2 separate regions of the Zea mays genome follow, and region 2 is linked to region 1. The links are chromatin contacts, called in public Hi-C maps. All regions are on one chromosome and are shown on one strand. Each heading gives the region's core, a stretch centred on a gene start, on an enhancer-like site or on the middle of the called end of the contact. The rest is flanking DNA. Distances are from core to core; before and after follow the strand shown. Region 1 holds the start of LOC100278581. Region 2 holds the start of LOC100285655.

The links. Hi-C and Micro-C count contacts between places; a contact is called where the count stands out from the background.
Region 2: a Hi-C map of ear shows a contact between it and region 1, with 9 times the contacts expected there. The contact joins the promoter of LOC100285655 here to the promoter of LOC100278581 in region 1. A contact is called at or near these places in 6 of 25 Hi-C or Micro-C datasets (bundle sheath, ear, endosperm and 3 more).

What each region holds. Positions count from the first base shown.
Region 1 is chr2:42,144,733-42,147,432 of Zm-B73-REFERENCE-NAM-5.0, reverse strand. LOC100278581 reads left to right here and starts at 1,431. Exons shown (of 4, transcript NM_001165648.1): 1 at 1,431-1,827; 2 at 2,106-2,186; 3 at 2,487-2,626. The coding sequence starts at 1,507.
Region 2 is chr2:42,343,322-42,346,095 of Zm-B73-REFERENCE-NAM-5.0, reverse strand. LOC100285655 reads right to left here and starts at 1,264. Exons shown (of 1, transcript NM_001291638.2): 1 at 1-1,264. The coding sequence starts at 1,038. The coding sequence ends at 34.

The sequences.
Region 1 (2,700 bases), core at 182-2,681:
TTGTTGGTAGTCTCATTGCCCCTTCTTTTAAGCATTTTAAAGAAATTATGTTTTATGGTAATCATACTTCACTGTCCTTTGAGAATGTTAAGTCAAATTTATTGTCCAAAGAAAAATTTGATGTTGATTCTCGTTCTGAACCCAAAGGTGAAGGTTTAATTGTTCAAGGATCTGGAAATCATTAATCCAACCTTTATTGCCCTTATTGCAGAAAAATACTCATCATATTTCTCAGTGCCCTAAGGTGAGAAATAAAGAGAAGAGAAAGAAAAAAGAATTGGATAAGTCTTCTGTTGAAGCCAGTTTTGTTGAAACTTTGGATAGTGGAGAAACTGTATTTGTTGCCTCTGTTGAAAAGTGCTCTTCTTGGGTTCTCGATTCCGCTTGCACTTTTCATATTTGTTCACATAGAGATTGGTTTTCTGATTATGTTCAGTCTCATGCTGGTAAGGATGTTATTGGAGATGGATCCACATGTGAGATTATTGGAATCGGCTCTATTTATATCCAAGTTCATGATGGCAGTATTAAGAAACTTATCGATGTCCGTTTTGTTCCAAAATTGAAGAGAAATCTTATTTCTTTGAGCACTTTAGAAGCAATGAGATTCAATTTTGCTGCTATTGATGGTGTTCTTAAGGTTTATCGTGGCAACCGTATTATCTTGAAGGGCAACCGTTTGAATAATCTCTATTACTTGCAATGTTCAACAGTTGATGCTGAAGCTGTTTCAATTGCGTTCCAGAAGAGAGGTTATTTTGATGATATGAAGCCGTGCTCCAGTTCCAAGTCTAATGATTCCTTAGACTTGATTGATATTCAAATTTAGCATCCTAGTAGTGTTTGAGAAAACAGTTTTATAGATTAGCGTCAAGGGGATATTTGTTGGATAAGATCATGTGATCTTATCTCTATCTTGTTGGATAAGATCATGTGACCCTATCTTTATCTACTTTGCCTATATAAATAAGTCTCCCTTGTATCCTGTACTTGAACAACATATAATAGATCTGTTTTCCCGTGGTTTTTTTCTCCTCCACATTCGAGGAGTTCTTTCCATATTAAACTCTATGTCTCCTTTTTGTTCCCACCTGCGATCCTAACAGCTACAATTAGTGGTCCAAGTTACATTAGAACCTGCAGGTTGCAGCACATGCTAACCTGAGTGCTGACCAGGGTTGAGTCCAGGTCGTTGTTCAACCAAACACGTGACCGTTAACCGTTACATGGGCGTCTCGCGGTGACAGCGGGAGAAGAGGAAACCGCGAAGGCGAGACCGCGAGACGACTACGGAGTACGGACAGGAGAAGGCGAGAAGCTCGCAAAGAAAACCAAACCAGAACCCACCCTCGTCGTCCGCCTCCAGAGAAGCAGAAAATCGTGTCCCGAGTCCGCCGCCCTACGCCTACTGCTCCTCCCACCACCACCAAACAAACACCACACCGCGCGCCACGCCTCCGTCTGCCGGCGGTGACCGAGCCAGCTCATCAGCGGCCAAGGAGCGGGATGCCGGGGCCAGGAGCGCACCTGCTGTACGCTCTGTCGGGCGGTGCGGCGCTGTCTCGGCTCGCCGGCCCGGACCGCCGCTTCGGGCCGCACCACTGCGCCGTCTACGCAGCGAACGCGTTCCTCGGCCCGGACCTCGGCTCCTTCGCCGAGTGGCTCTGCTCCTTCCTCCCCTCGGCCTCCGCCGCGGGGGACCTCGCCATGGCCGCCGTGCACCACCCCTTCTACTACCCGCTCCTCCTCGGCCTCCCGCTCGCCTGGGCCTACGCCTGGCTCTCCCGCCGTCTGCTTCGCGCCGGCGTCCTCGACTCTCCCTCCGGGGTGGGTGCCGGAATTTCCAATTCCTCATGAATCCTTCTTTCGCCGCGTTGGATTTGCTATGTTTGCTTCCTCCCACTTTTTTTAATCTACTGTTCGGTACGGCTGCGTTCGGAGTCTAGCAACTTGGTGCCAATGCCATTCTAGTTTAGCAAATGCCGCGTTATCTTAATCCTCTGTTGCAGAATAGTGTTGAGTAGCTTCGCAGCCCAGACGCCTCTGTATCAATCTAGTGTTGCGTGCCTGATTTGTTTAATCTTGGTGGCTTGGTGCTGCTGCAGGTACCATTAAGAAAGAGGCAGTGTTTCTTGCTGATCTCTGCCGGCTCGCTCTCCCACTTTTTCTTGGATCACTTGTTTGAGGTGAGCATTCAGTAGTTTGGATTTTTTGTCAACCGGAAGTCGGCAAGGAATGTCTCGTGAACATGGGATGTATCAGCTTAGAATTGATGTCCCAACTTTAAAAGTGTGTGCTTGACATCTTGGACAGTTGGACCCAAGTTGTTCTAGAAATACCCAACTAATCCAACTGGCATGATGTTTCTGCACTGCATGTGAAGTAAAATTTGTTCAGATCACAAATGAACCTTTCCCTTTGATGCTTTGGGATTGAATGTGTCATTTTACCCGACTGAGTCATGTTACACACTTATACTGCTGCAGGAGAATGGGCATTCTACAATGTACACTTGGATACTGAGCACTGGTTGGTGGAAAGGTCGTGCTCCTATCAATCCAGATGCAGTGCTCGTCGTAGGACTTCTTTGCACTTGCCTCATGGGGGGATATGTGTACATCAACAGGTGATAGCTTTTTAGGTGCACTATCCCAAGTACAAACTAAAAAATGTTACACAGAAACTAGATTAGGTTTCTTG
Region 2 (2,774 bases), core at 15-2,514, 200 kb before region 1:
ACCGACCCAATGGCACAACAAGCATCGCGACACTCAGTCGAGCGCGTCGCAGCGGCGCCTGACGACGCCCTGGCGCCCCGTCTTGACGCCGACGGCGCCGAGCCTCTGCATCGCGGCGGCGAAGTCCTCGAAGAAGGCGGTGCGGTTGGCGGCGTAGCGCTGGGCGAAGACCCTGGTGGGCGGGTACTCCCAGATGGCGGCGTCGGAGGCGAGCAGGCCGAGGCCGTGGGGCAGGTTCTTGTAGTAGGTCTCGTCGAAGTCCCGGGGCGTGACGATGTCGTTGAAGATGGAGACGGTGGGGTCGGTGCGGTATCCCGCGCAGGAGCGCTGCAGCGCGCGCGCGAACTCCGGGTTGAGCCGCGGGTCGTGGCTGGCGCCCCGGTAGCCGTAGATGCGGGGCGCGAACTCGGCGCAGTGGGAGAAGCCGACGGTGTGGGCGCCGGCCAGCGCCACCATCTCCCGGGGCGAGAGGCCCTTGCGGGCGAAGAGGCGCACCATGGCTCGCGCCGACATGTTGGTGCGGGGCAGGTTGCCCTCGACGTCGCGCGCGTCGGAGCGGCGGGAGTCGCGGCGGCCCAGCGCGACGGGGAACCGGGGCCCGCCCAGGGCGGCCACGAGGTCGCGCGCCGCCAGCGCCAGCGCGTCGGCGCAGGAGACGACGCCCGGGCACTCGGCCTCCAGCGCCGCCTTGGCGCGGGCCACGGCGTCGAAGGCGTCCCCGGGCAGGGAGAGGTTGATCTCCGCGGCGCGCTCCGGCGCGGCGCCGGAGGAGGAGAGCGGCGAGACCAGCACCGAGGCGTCGCAGCCGTTGACGAAGCAGTCGTGGAAGAAGAGCCGCAGCGTGCCCGCCGCCGTGGACGGGTTGGCGCGCTGCTTGGCGGCGACGGCGTCCGACACGATCCGCTCCACGCGCGGGCAGCTGCGGCGGTAGTAGTTGGGCGACAGCCTGGGCGCCGCCCCCGCCGCGCAGCAGGCGGCCGCGGTGGCGAGCAGCGCGAGAGACAGCAGGAGTTGGCGGCGGCGCGGCGGTGGGCCCATGGGCGGAAGGTAGCTTGGTTTGGGAGTGAGAGAGAGTGAAGTCGACGGCGGCGGTGAAGTGATGGTGGCGGTGCCCCTGGCTGGCCTCGATTTGGGGTGGGGAGGGGAGAGGAAGGGAAAGGTGGTGGAGACTGGAGACTGGAGAGTGGATTAGGTGGGTTGTAGTGCTCGTATCGAGATCCTCCTCTGCCGGAGCGACGGACGGATGTTTTGCGTTTGTTTGCATTTGTTTTCCTTAGCTGCCCTGCGGTAGATTAGGTAGTAGTACAGTGTCGCTTGGCGCAATGGTCCCTAGCGCCAGGTTTAAGATGCGCTCATGGCATCAGTTGTGATTTGAGTTGAGCAAACCACAGTTCTGTCCTATCGCTCTCGCTCTACGCAGGTGTAGTAATTTCAGATGGAGTTATTCCCATTCCAGGAGAAACAAAGGGCACGGGACAGGGCGGCAGCAGCACTGAATTTTGCCTTGTACTAGTGCACAACCAAATTTCAGAGATAGATTCGGATATTAAATTTTTAGACTTTTTTCGATTACAAACAAATAACAAATATAATCTGCTATGTAAATTTATATTCTTATTTTTAACATTTAGTCTATTAATATTTATAAAAAGTAAACAACAAATTTATTATATATTTTTAAAATAATTGATATAGAATTTGGATAACTATCTGAATACGGACTCAGATTTTTTTTTCATTTTTTGTTGTAAGGAGAAAATAATGCACACAAAAAACTATATAAAATTTTATTCTTATACTTCATAATATTCTAAATAACGTGAAACAAATTAGTTTAAAATTCTTTGTATATACTATATTAAAATATTAAATGTGTCATATAAGTCGTCGGATGTTTCAGAAACATCCCCACCAAAATTTGTTGGGGTTTTTCAGATATATGTCATTATCAAAATCGAGGATTTTAAAAATGTCATTATAATTTGTGATACCCAGTGGTTGTCATTATTAATTCTAAAAATTTGGCTCATACCATTATCTACGCTCCACGCGTACAGGACTCACCTGAAAATACAAGAATATCCTCATTGGGGACCTACTCGTGCATGCCGTGGCGGTGAAAACTGTTCCTCACCCTCGCATGGAAGGAGATGGTCGGGGCGTGCATGCCCCACGCACTCGCACGCTTGGAGAGTGACAGCGGCGGGCCGTGCTATCACATGTCGGTGGTGGAGCGTAGATAATGGCATGGATCGAATTTGTAGAATTTGTCGGAGACCATAATTAGGGGTACTCTCAAGACTCCTAAATCTCAGCTGGTAACCCTCATCAGCACAAAGCTGCAAAGGTCTAATGGGTGCGACTAAGTCAAGGATCGGTCCATTCGAGGGACGCGATCACGCCTCGCCCGAGCCCAGCCTCGGGCAAGGGCAGCCGACCCCGGAGGATCTACGTCTCGCCCGAGGACCCCCTCCAGCAACGGACACACCTTTGACTCGCCCGAGGCCCAGTCTTCACCAAGAATCAACCTTGGCCAAATCGCCACGCCAACCGACCAAATCGCAGGGGCATTTAATGCAAAAGTGGCCTGACACCTTTATCATGACGCGCACCCTCCAGTTGACAGAGCCGAAGTGACCGTAGTCACTTCGCCGCTCCACTGACCGGCCTGACAAGAGGACAGCGCCGCCTGCGCTGCCCTGACTGCTGTGCCACTCAACAGAGTGAGGCTGACAGCAGCCAAGTCCAGCCTCAGGCGCCATAGGAAACTCCGC